2 separate regions of the Mus musculus genome follow, and region 1 is linked to region 2. The links are chromatin contacts, called in public promoter capture Hi-C maps. All regions are on one chromosome and are shown on one strand. The core of a region is the stretch at or near the end of the contact, and the rest is flanking DNA. Distances in the headings are between cores, read along the strand shown.

Region 1 (4,810 bases), core at 516-3,015, 41 kb before region 2:
TTAAAATACTCTCATGCACTACTACACGGTGTGCATCAGTAGCCGCAGAGCTTAGAATACTCTCATGCACTACTACACGGTGTGCATCAGTAGCCACAGAACTTAAAATACTCTCATGCACTACTACACGGTGTGCATCAGTAGCCACAGAACTTAAAATACTCTCATGCACTACTACACGGTGTGCATCAGTAGCCGCAGAGCTTAGAATACTCTCATGCACTACTACACGGTGTGTATCAGTAGCCGCAGAACTTAAAATACTCTCATGCACTACTACACGGTGTGCATCAGTAGCCGCAGAACTTAGAATACTCTCATGCACTACTACACGGTGTGCATCAGTAGCCGCAGAACTGGGGAGGCAACCACGTTAGCTGAATTGGTGAGCTCTAGGCTCAATTGAGAGAGGTGGTGTCTCAAAAAAATAGTGTGGCAAGATACAGTGGAAGGGACACACACATGATTGCATAGTTGGCAGGCCCCAGGCCATGGAAGAGCCTGTCTTAAAGAAACAAACGTGGTTGTTTTCTAAGAAAGGGCACCTGAGGCTTCATCTGAGAACATGAAGGTGTGCACTCATGCACATGCGCACACATGAACACCTGCATGTATATCACACACATACACAGGGAGCTCCCATATCTAACTTTAAATGCCTTAGCAAGTAGGGCATAATGACTGGTCGTGTGTTGAGTGGAGGTGGTGAGAATGTGGATGTAAATGGTACCGTGTTTCTACTCTGTGTCTGGGTGAGTATGTCATGACCTTTAGAAAAGGAAAGCCCACCTACCTGTCACTTGCAGTGTCTGTTTCCTTCCATATCAAAACCTAGACACTCTTTTCTTAAGAATGGCTGTTTGAGCTAGGCAATGGTGGTGTATGCCTTTAATTCCAGCACTCGGGAGGCAGAGGCAGCAGAGCTCTGTTACTTTGAGGGCACCCTGGTATACAAAGCAAAGTCTAGTTAAGGAATTAGGGCTGTCAATTCAGGGCTACACAGAGAAACCCTGTTTCAAAAAACAAACAAACAAACAAACAAACAAACCAAAATAGAGTGAGGGGCTGAGCTTAAGGACTGCAGTCTGGTCTTTAGGTTCTAAATGCACAGTGGCTGTAAGGTCTGGACAGCTTGTAGGGTAAGGGTCAGTCTCTGGTCACCAGGCTGGCTAGCAAACACCTTTGCCTGTTGAACCATCTCTTCAACCATGCATATTTTGATGTGGCTTATTAACGCTCTTGCACACTAGTGCCATTGTCACATTGATGGTTACTTGGTGCCACAGTGTGGCCAGACTGGGCAGTTGCCTGTCAGTTATGCAGCGTGGACTGTGCACAGCTATGCATTTACAGAGACTGTATTTTCGTGTGTTGTTTGGCTGTCAAATCAGGGAGTTGTTTATTAGTCATTATTTCTCTTTTTCATTTTAGATAGACTTCCTGGATTCTTTATATCTAGTTAAGGAATTAGGGCTGTCAAATAACTATGTATGAATGGACCAAAAATCAGAGCAGGATAAATGGGTCTGTTTACTGCTCCTGCTGATCTTGGCCTCCCTGAGACTAACACTTCAGACAGTCCCTTGACAGACCCCTTAGGCCTCACGGAAACAGGAGGAATGGTCCTTCCTTCCCTGTGATTCCTACACAGTCAGGCCATTTTTGTTTCAGGCTTATGAGGCAATTTGGCTTTAGCTTTATTTGATGATAAAGATTAAACAAAATGCGCAAAGTGTTTACCGACTTTTTCTGTTGGAATTGAAACTACTTGCCTTGCCAAGTTCCTGGTCGGCATCCTGGCCCTAGTTTTGTTGTTTGTTCATTTTGTAACCCTGAGGTGAAAACCATTTTTTTTCCTTTTCTTTTTTTTTTTGTTTTTTGTTTTTTGTTTTTTTTTTTGTTTTTTGTTTTTTGTTTTCTTTTTTCCGAGACAGGGTTTTTCTGTGTAGCCCTGCTGTCCTGGAACTCACTTTATAGACCAGGCTGGCCTCGAAATCAGAAATCCGCCTGCCTCTGCCTCCCAAATGCTGGAATTAAAGGCATGCGCCACCACTGCTCAGTGGTGAAAAATATTTTAAGTGCTTTATCTCTGCCTGATAATTGGTGGAAAAAAGAAGCCAAGCACCAAGTATATGTTGTTTGTTTGGAGGAGGGTCTTGCTCTAGAGCTGAGGCTAGGCTGGCACTTGCTCTGCAACCAGAGCTGCTCTGAACCTCTGACCTTCCTGCCTTAGTCTCCCAGGTGCTGGCGCCATGTGCCACTCTACCTGGCAGATCTGTTGTTTGTGTTTTCCTCCTTCATTCTTAAAGCAATAGAGGCAGATTGCAAGAGTGTATCGTCTATCTATTACTGGTGTTTCCTTGTCCCTGAGATTTTTGTTAAGTATATATTTGATTTTTTCCCCAAATACCAACTCCTTTTTAAGCCAAACCAGACTGTGGCCCTTTCGCAATTTCTAATTGTTTTCTAGGCTTTAAAGGCTTTTAGAAGGTAAACCCTGCAGGAAATAGTGACCTCTCTTTATTTATACTAGTTCTTTGTGTGTGTGTGTGCGTACGTGTGAGGATGTGTATAGTTCAGCAAATAACTTTGGAAGCTCTCCTTGCACCTCCTGAGGATCCCAGGGGTCAAGCACAGGCCAGCCAGGCCTCACGGCAAGCACCTTTACCTCCTAGATGGTTTCATCTATCCTTGTGCTACTTTTTATAGTACAGTGTTTCGAGATTTTTTTATTTTTTTATTTTTTTTAAAAGATTTATTTATTTATTAATATATGTAAGTGCACTGTAGCTGTCTTCAGACACACCAGAAGAGGGAGTCAGATCTCATTACGGATGGTTGTGAGCCACCATGTGGTTGCTGGGATTTGAACTCTGGACCTTCGGAAGAGCAGTCAGGTGCTCTTACCCACTGAGCCATCTCACCAGCCCGAGATATTTTTATAAGAGACTTAATTTTGATGACTGGTAGCACCTGGTCGTCTATGTCTTAAAGCAGCAAGTACTTGTGCTCACTGATTGTGGGACTAGAGAGTTGGCTGAGGGGGTAATAGCGCTTGCTGTGCCGGCAGGAGGACTTGTAGGTCCCCAGCACCTATGTTAGTAAAATATTAGTCATGGACGTGTATTCCTATAACCCTGACTTGGGGGGCAGAGACAAGAGAATTGCTTCAGCTTGCTGGCCACCATCCTAGCTCTTGGTTCGCTGAGAGACCCTATATAAAGCTGAGCATGACAGATGAGGACACACGGTGACCTTTTGACCTCTGTGTGTGCACAGAGACACATGCGTCTATACACACAAATGTGTGCATGTGTTACACACAGGCTAATCACTTAAAAATACAAAAAGTGAAAGGAAACCACATACAGAAAGGAGACGGAGGGATCACATTCAGCTTGGATCTTGCCAGTCCGGCCTGGCTGGGCAGCATGCCCCAGATGTCCTCCTGGCTCTGCCGTCCTGCAGTGGGGTTAGAAGTGCATTCCACCACACCTGGCTTTTAACAGTAGATTCTGATAATCAAACTCAGGTCCTCCTGCAAGACTGGCAAGTACTTTATAGCCCCAGGCCCCACCTCTTGGAAGGTCCATACCTCTTAGTAGTGCCAAATCCTCCAGGAATCAGATTCTGAACAGAACAACTTGAGGGAGACAGTATCTAGAACTGTTACCATGATAGTTAGATTTTCACAAAGCTATTAATATAGTTGGGCATCTTTGTGTTTCTGAGTTACTTCTGTCTCCTTTCCTATGACTTGTCTCATGCCTTTGCTTACTCTGATGCTTGATCTGTTTCTTTTTACCTTGATTTATTTTGAGGTCAGGACTCAGGGCATAGTCTAGTCAGGCCTCGACCTGTAGTCTCCTTCCTCAGTCTCCCAGAACTGGGCTTACAAGTGTGTCACCATCGAGTCTTGATTTCATTCTTCCCTCACCCCCTGCCCCCGACTCTGTCCTTCTGTTTTAGTCTTTACTTCTTTGTGCTTCTTTATTTCAAAGCAGAGTCCTGCCCTGTGGCTGTGGCTAGCTTGGAACTACCTAGGTAGACCAGGTTATCTCTTTGAACTTGGTGATCCTGCCTCTGCTTCTTGAATTCTAAGAATACTACTGTGTCTGGCACATGTGCCTTTTCAGCAACAAACTTGCTTAGAAGAACTGGCGGAAGCACTCTGTTAGGAGATTATTGGTTTGCTCAGAGACTGTTGGAAATTTTGCTCCTCAGGAGCCTTGCTGAAACTGTTAGTTCTGAAAATTTAAGGTTTAAGTTACTTTTCCTTCTCCCTCTCTCTTCCTGTCCCCACCCCCTCTCTCTTGGTGGTTGGGTCTTTCTGTGTAGCCTTGACTGGCATGAACTCACTTTGTAGACCAGGCTGGCTTTGAACTCAGGAGATCTGTCTGCCTCTGCCTCCTGAGAGCCAGGATTAAACATATGAGTCACCACGCCTGGCAGGCCTGATCCTCTTTTCCTCCACTTGGAACAATTAAATTGCATTTGCTTTTACAGATAAACTGTTAAGTATTTCCAGTACCATCAGTATATATATATATATATATATATATATATATATCAGTATATATATATATATATATATATATATATATATATATATATATCAGTATATATATCAGTATATATACTAGTTGGTTCACAGCAGCAGGCGTGAAAATAGGCCAGGTGTAGGCCTTTGTATGTGTGGTTTCAGAAGCTTATGTGCTTGATTTGTCTCTGACTGCCTCATTCCGTTTACTGGTAGGATTGTGAGGTAGATGTTGATGGAGAGGGGCTTCTCACGTCTCATTGTTCCTTC
Region 2 (4,853 bases), core at 330-2,829:
ATAGGTGTGTGCCGTTTTTAAGTGTGTGTGTGTGTGTGTGTGTGTGTGTGTGTGTGTGTGTGTGTGTGTGTGTGTTTGCAGGTGGCCATGGAGTCCAGAAGAGGAGATCAGATCCTCAGGAGCCAGAGGTACTGTGAGCTACCTGACACAAACCCTTTCAGGTCCTCTGCAAGAGCAGTACACGTTTTTAACTACTGAGCCATCTCTCCAGCAACCTTTTAAAAAATGCTGCCCAGGATGCTTCGGAGATGCAGGTACTCTCCCGGAGCATTGTGGGGATGTTTTACAGGGACTGTAGCTATTTCATATGCTCCCACACGTCATTCATTAGCTGCCACTCACAGACAAGGCCATTACCACTCACAGGAACTTCTCTCAAGGTAGTGGGATGTTACTGTGGCATGGCATACGGTAAGGTGGGACCCAGAGGAGAAGGCAGAGATGAAAGAGAAGCATGCGTAGCAGTAGAGGTACTAGCGGATTTTTTCAGTCTTACTCCCTCCTCCTCCCACCTTCCACTCCCCTGATCCTGTCTCCCTAGGTTCCGGGTATATGAGTTCTGATTTAGCCATTCCTTTCGTGTTTGCCAAATGTGGAGGTGCAAAAAGAAAGTCAGAAAGGAAGGTATAGGACGCCACAAAAGGCCTTCCCAGTGGATAGAAAAAGCTCACAAAGTTGTCAGGCAGGATACTAACAAGCCGTTCTGAGCCTAAGCACAAAAGCTTGGCGGCGGCGAGGCGCCTTTGTCTCCTAGTCACCTGCACTGGTTTCATTCAAACCTGTGTTTGGATGGCCCTGGAGTTCAGGCTAAGTCCTGAGCACTCGAGAGCCCGTGGTCAATGAGAAGGTGAGGTGGCCTTCTTCCCAGATTCTCTTGGCTGCTGCCTTAGTATTCGAAATCATGAATAGTCTCAGGTACTGGAGCCAAGGCTCACAGAGAAACGCAACCTCAGCTGCTTCCTCCCGGAGACTCTCACCCCACCCCCACCCCAAGGTCTCAGCAGTCCGCTCTTCTCAGCTCCTGAATGAACCTGCATTTCCTCTGCCCAGCTGGGGCTCAGGCTTCCTGTGGGCTCAGCCTTTACGGTTGTCTTCCCGGGGCCTTTGATGGGCTCAGGAAATTGTATCAGACAGAAGATGGGGCGGCAATCAATTAAAAAAAAAAAAAACGTTTCTAAGAAAAACGAATCTAGGCTTTGAACAAGAGTTGTTTGTGTAACATATGCCCTAATGTCCATGGAACAATATATCTAATTTCTAGCTCCTTTCTCGCCCCTCCCCATCTTAACAAGAAAGGAAATCGATTTTTAACCTTCTGATTCCCAGCATACTGACGATCCAGGAGCAAAGATTGCCTTTACTTTTAACCCATTCATCAGATATTACCCTCCCTTTTCTCTGCCCGGCTTCGTTTCTCCCGGCTACTAGTTAGTATATTCACGGTGCATGACTCATGAAGCTGCAGCCTGATTGGATGAAAACCAAATCGCACCCCCCACACCCCCACCCCCGCGCCGCCCCAAACGGGTCAGTCAATTACAGCTATTCTCGGCTCCATTCACAGATTTATTAGCTCTCACACAACGAGGGAAATTCATTCGGCAAAGTTCATTCATAAAAATTTCAACAGCCTGGGTATCGTCTGCTCAACTCAGCCTTTTGCTGTGCACAGGCTCCTCCTGAAAAAAGCCTGCAGGAGAGTACAGGAGGGAAGGGCGCCCTGAGAAGGGGTGGGCCGGCCGGGATCGGACCCGAGCCACACAGAGGATGCCCGGACCTCAAGCTGGAGGAACAATGCAGACCAGCGCCCGTCGCTAGGACTCCTGGCTGGTGGCCCAGAACCAAGATCCTCCGAGAGAGGGCAGCCGTCATAACCCCAGCCCATACAGAAGGGCCTTTGACTCTTATGCGCTTTTTTATTTTTCCCTTTGAAATGAACAGTCACGGGAACAAATAAAGGGTTAATGGGCTAGTCCCTGCCCCGCCCCGTGGGAGCTGGAGGGGAGCAGGTTTGAAAGTTCCTGTGCGCAGAGGAAAAGGGGGTAAATATTTCTGCTAAGACTAGAGGCGTGGTGGCACCCGCTGCCCCAGCCTGGGGGACGGGACTCCGGGGCGAAGACACCCCCGCTCCCACCCCACCCCACCCCCCGCGCTCCGGGGGCCTCTGCCAGGGCCTGGAAGGGCCGGCCTGCAATCAGAGCTGGGGAGGCGTCCTCCGGGACTGTCATCCTTGAGCAGTCTCGGACCCGGGCTGGTGACCGCCAGAGCAGGAGAGGTGACTGTGGCGTGGGTCTACCGGACTGCGAGGCACTTTAGGCTGCGGTGCCCAGTCTCAGCACTGCTAAGGCTATGCGAGAACGCAGCCAGGACAGCCAGGCAGGACTCACGCTGTATGTAGGACTCTTTGGGCACCTGGGGATGCTTCACAGGACCAAGTACAGCCGCTTTCGGAACGAGTCCATCACGTCTTTGGACGAAGGGAGCCCCGGAGGCTCCGTTGGAAACAAGGGCTCGTCGCCGCCTCCCTACCCAGCCCTGGCCCCTCACCTGCCGACTGAGGATGCCACTGTGTCCAGCCAGGAGAGCCCCACGGCGCTGTGCACCTTGATTCCCCGTATGGCAAGCATGAAGCTGGCCAACCCCATCACTTTTCTGGGTCTGAAAACCTTCTGCTTGGGTACGAAACAGGTGAGCCGGTTGAAGCTCCAAGAGAACCAGGATCAGACTCCAAGCCGTCCAGCGTCCCCAGAATCCAATCTAAACAGGACTGGACCTGCACCTGCACCGGATCCGGACCAGGTGGGACGCAGGCCCACCTCTTTGCGTCCTGATACTTGCCCACTGCCTGGCCCTGGAGAACCAAGCCCCAGGAGCAAGCAGGACGGGCCCCCTCTGCAGCACCTGTTGGGGAACGGTCTGAACTACTGTGTGCGGGTAAGTCCCTTAAGGCCTACTCCCTGAGCACTCACAGGAAGGGCAGCTGTGCTCTCTGCGGGGACTTCGATTTAACCTGGCTGGGCTCTAGATTACAAGACATACCGCTGGATCAACCGAAGGGAGAGTTGGCCTTAGAGATTTCCTACAGGGATCTGACACATGCCAGAGTCAGATCCACTTTGCTCCAAGGGTGTGAGCCATTGCTAACCCATAGGCAGCTGTTGGCTCAGACATAGCTTCTCATAGAGACAGATAAGATGGCAACTGAGACGTGGTATAAAAGGGATTTGACGTGGTTTTATTTATTTATTTATTTATTTTGGAATCGACATTTCAATGTTCAGCAATTGATGCATCTGTGAGAGTACTCAGGGACTCTGGGACAGGGGAGCCGGGTGTAGCTGGGTTCTGAGATTTATGAGAAGGTGTATCTATGGTAGAAAGGTTGATTCAGGACAGGCGCAAGAGTAGATCAAAGTCACTGTGGGGTCTTCGGGGAAGCTTGGGGTTTGTCCTGGAGAGGGCACGGAGAGGTGGAGGTGACGGCTAGCACAGTCCCCAGGGACTGAACAAATTAGAACAGGGAAGAAAGGGAGGTCATCAAAGCTCTTCAAGGGCCAAACAGAGAGGCTATAAACACTGGTGAGCAAGATCCTCATAGGTCCGCAGGCATATCGTGAATGTAGGTCTTAAAAGATTCATCTGATGATTTATTTAACTTGTGCTGAAGCAGGAAGAGATCCTCGAGGCCAGTGAGAATGCTTGCTGTTCTTCATGGAGGGTGTAGCTGAGTTAGGATGAAGACTAGAGAATGAAGAATAACTTCCAAAGTTAAGTCCTGGATGATACTCAGGATGCCAGAGTCAGCAGAGTCAATTGGGAAGGGGACTCATCAGTTTGCACTTGACCTCTCCGATAACAACAGTGCTATCTAGAGGTGCTGGTGTGCAGGTGAGCAGTCTCATCAGCCCGGCAGTGATTGAGCTTAAAAAGTCAGAGCTGAAGGCAGAAGAGTGGGTGATTGCTTTGCACACTGACAGCATCAGGCTCATGGACAGCTTGGGGGATGCTGGAGAGATTACAGAGAGAACGGGCTTGGAGCAGACTTGGTAAATGGATGCCCACAGCCCCTAAGGAAGATAAGCGTGCAGAGCCCAGCTCCTGCCCTCAACAGCAAGTAGCATACTGTGACCAGGCTTGCATGTTTGTGGAAAATCCAGAAGAGCATTACACTTGTCAAGCTGTAGGGTGCCAACCCTTTATGGTTTGGAGTGACTCCCAAACCTGGGCTCTTGGCACCTGCCTATTGCCTTCAGATTCCTACCTTCAGCCCCACCTTTCCTTCTGTCCTGTATCCCTGTCGGCTCCCCACACTCATATCTTTACCAGTGTTTCTGGGTTTTTAATGAGGACACCAGCTGTCTTCTCACAGTGGTAATAACTTACTCCAGGAGAAATGCTGACCCCATAACCCAAATGAACTCACAGTTTTGCTATGATATTGTGATGTGCATCTCTGGTTTTAGCTGCCTTTCTCACAAAATCTAAAATATCTTAATATTTATAGAGCCTAACTTGAAAGACAAAAGGGTTTCATTTGTCATGTTATCAAGTTAAAATGTCTCAGAGGAATACAAGAGGAGTAATTTTTCAACTCAGAAATTATCTGGGTTCCTGTCTCCTACATACCATTCTTAGTTCTCTTCCCACAGAGTCCCACCCTGGCTGTCATTCTGTCCTTGAGAATCCTACTGGGATGTGAACCAGTTTTTAAAAACGAAGAACCAGCCTCTTAATTTTCATTGAAAAATATTGTACTGAGAAAGACACATCATGGCTGTGCAGTGCTCTTGTCCATAGGAACAAGCATACATAGATGCAAAGCTTGGTGGGGTGATAGATCAGGTTGGGTGGGG

The links. Promoter capture Hi-C pulls out the DNA fragments that hold promoters and counts their contacts.
Region 1: a promoter capture Hi-C map of liver shows a contact between it and region 2, with 1.8 times the contacts expected there. The contact joins the enhancer-like site here to the promoter of Shc4 in region 2. A contact is called at or near these places in 3 of 39 promoter capture datasets (liver, pre-B cells and second pharyngeal arch cranial neural crest), 3 of 484 Hi-C or Micro-C datasets (the N1E-115 cell line, Th2 cells and bone marrow-derived macrophages), 1 of 115 datasets of contacts at active chromatin or transcription factors (embryonic stem cells) and 3 of 9 other capture datasets (adipose tissue, liver and pancreatic islet).

Annotation. Positions count from the first base shown.
Region 1 is chr2:125,761,691-125,766,500 of GRCm38.p6, reverse strand. The region is part of intron 7 of Secisbp2l (SECIS binding protein 2-like); the gene reads left to right. Among named protein-coding and RNA genes, the nearest start is that of Secisbp2l, 19 kb to the left of the region's middle. Within about 2 kb of position 1,765, at least 4 of the 459 cell types and tissues checked have an H3K27ac peak or open chromatin away from gene starts, as enhancers often do. A contact at or near this core is called in liver, where this site is marked.
Region 2 is chr2:125,720,874-125,725,726 of GRCm38.p6, reverse strand. It overlaps Shc4 (SHC (Src homology 2 domain containing) family, member 4), which reads left to right and starts at 1,579. Exons shown (of 12, transcript NM_199022.2): 1 at 1,579-2,934. The coding sequence starts at 2,350.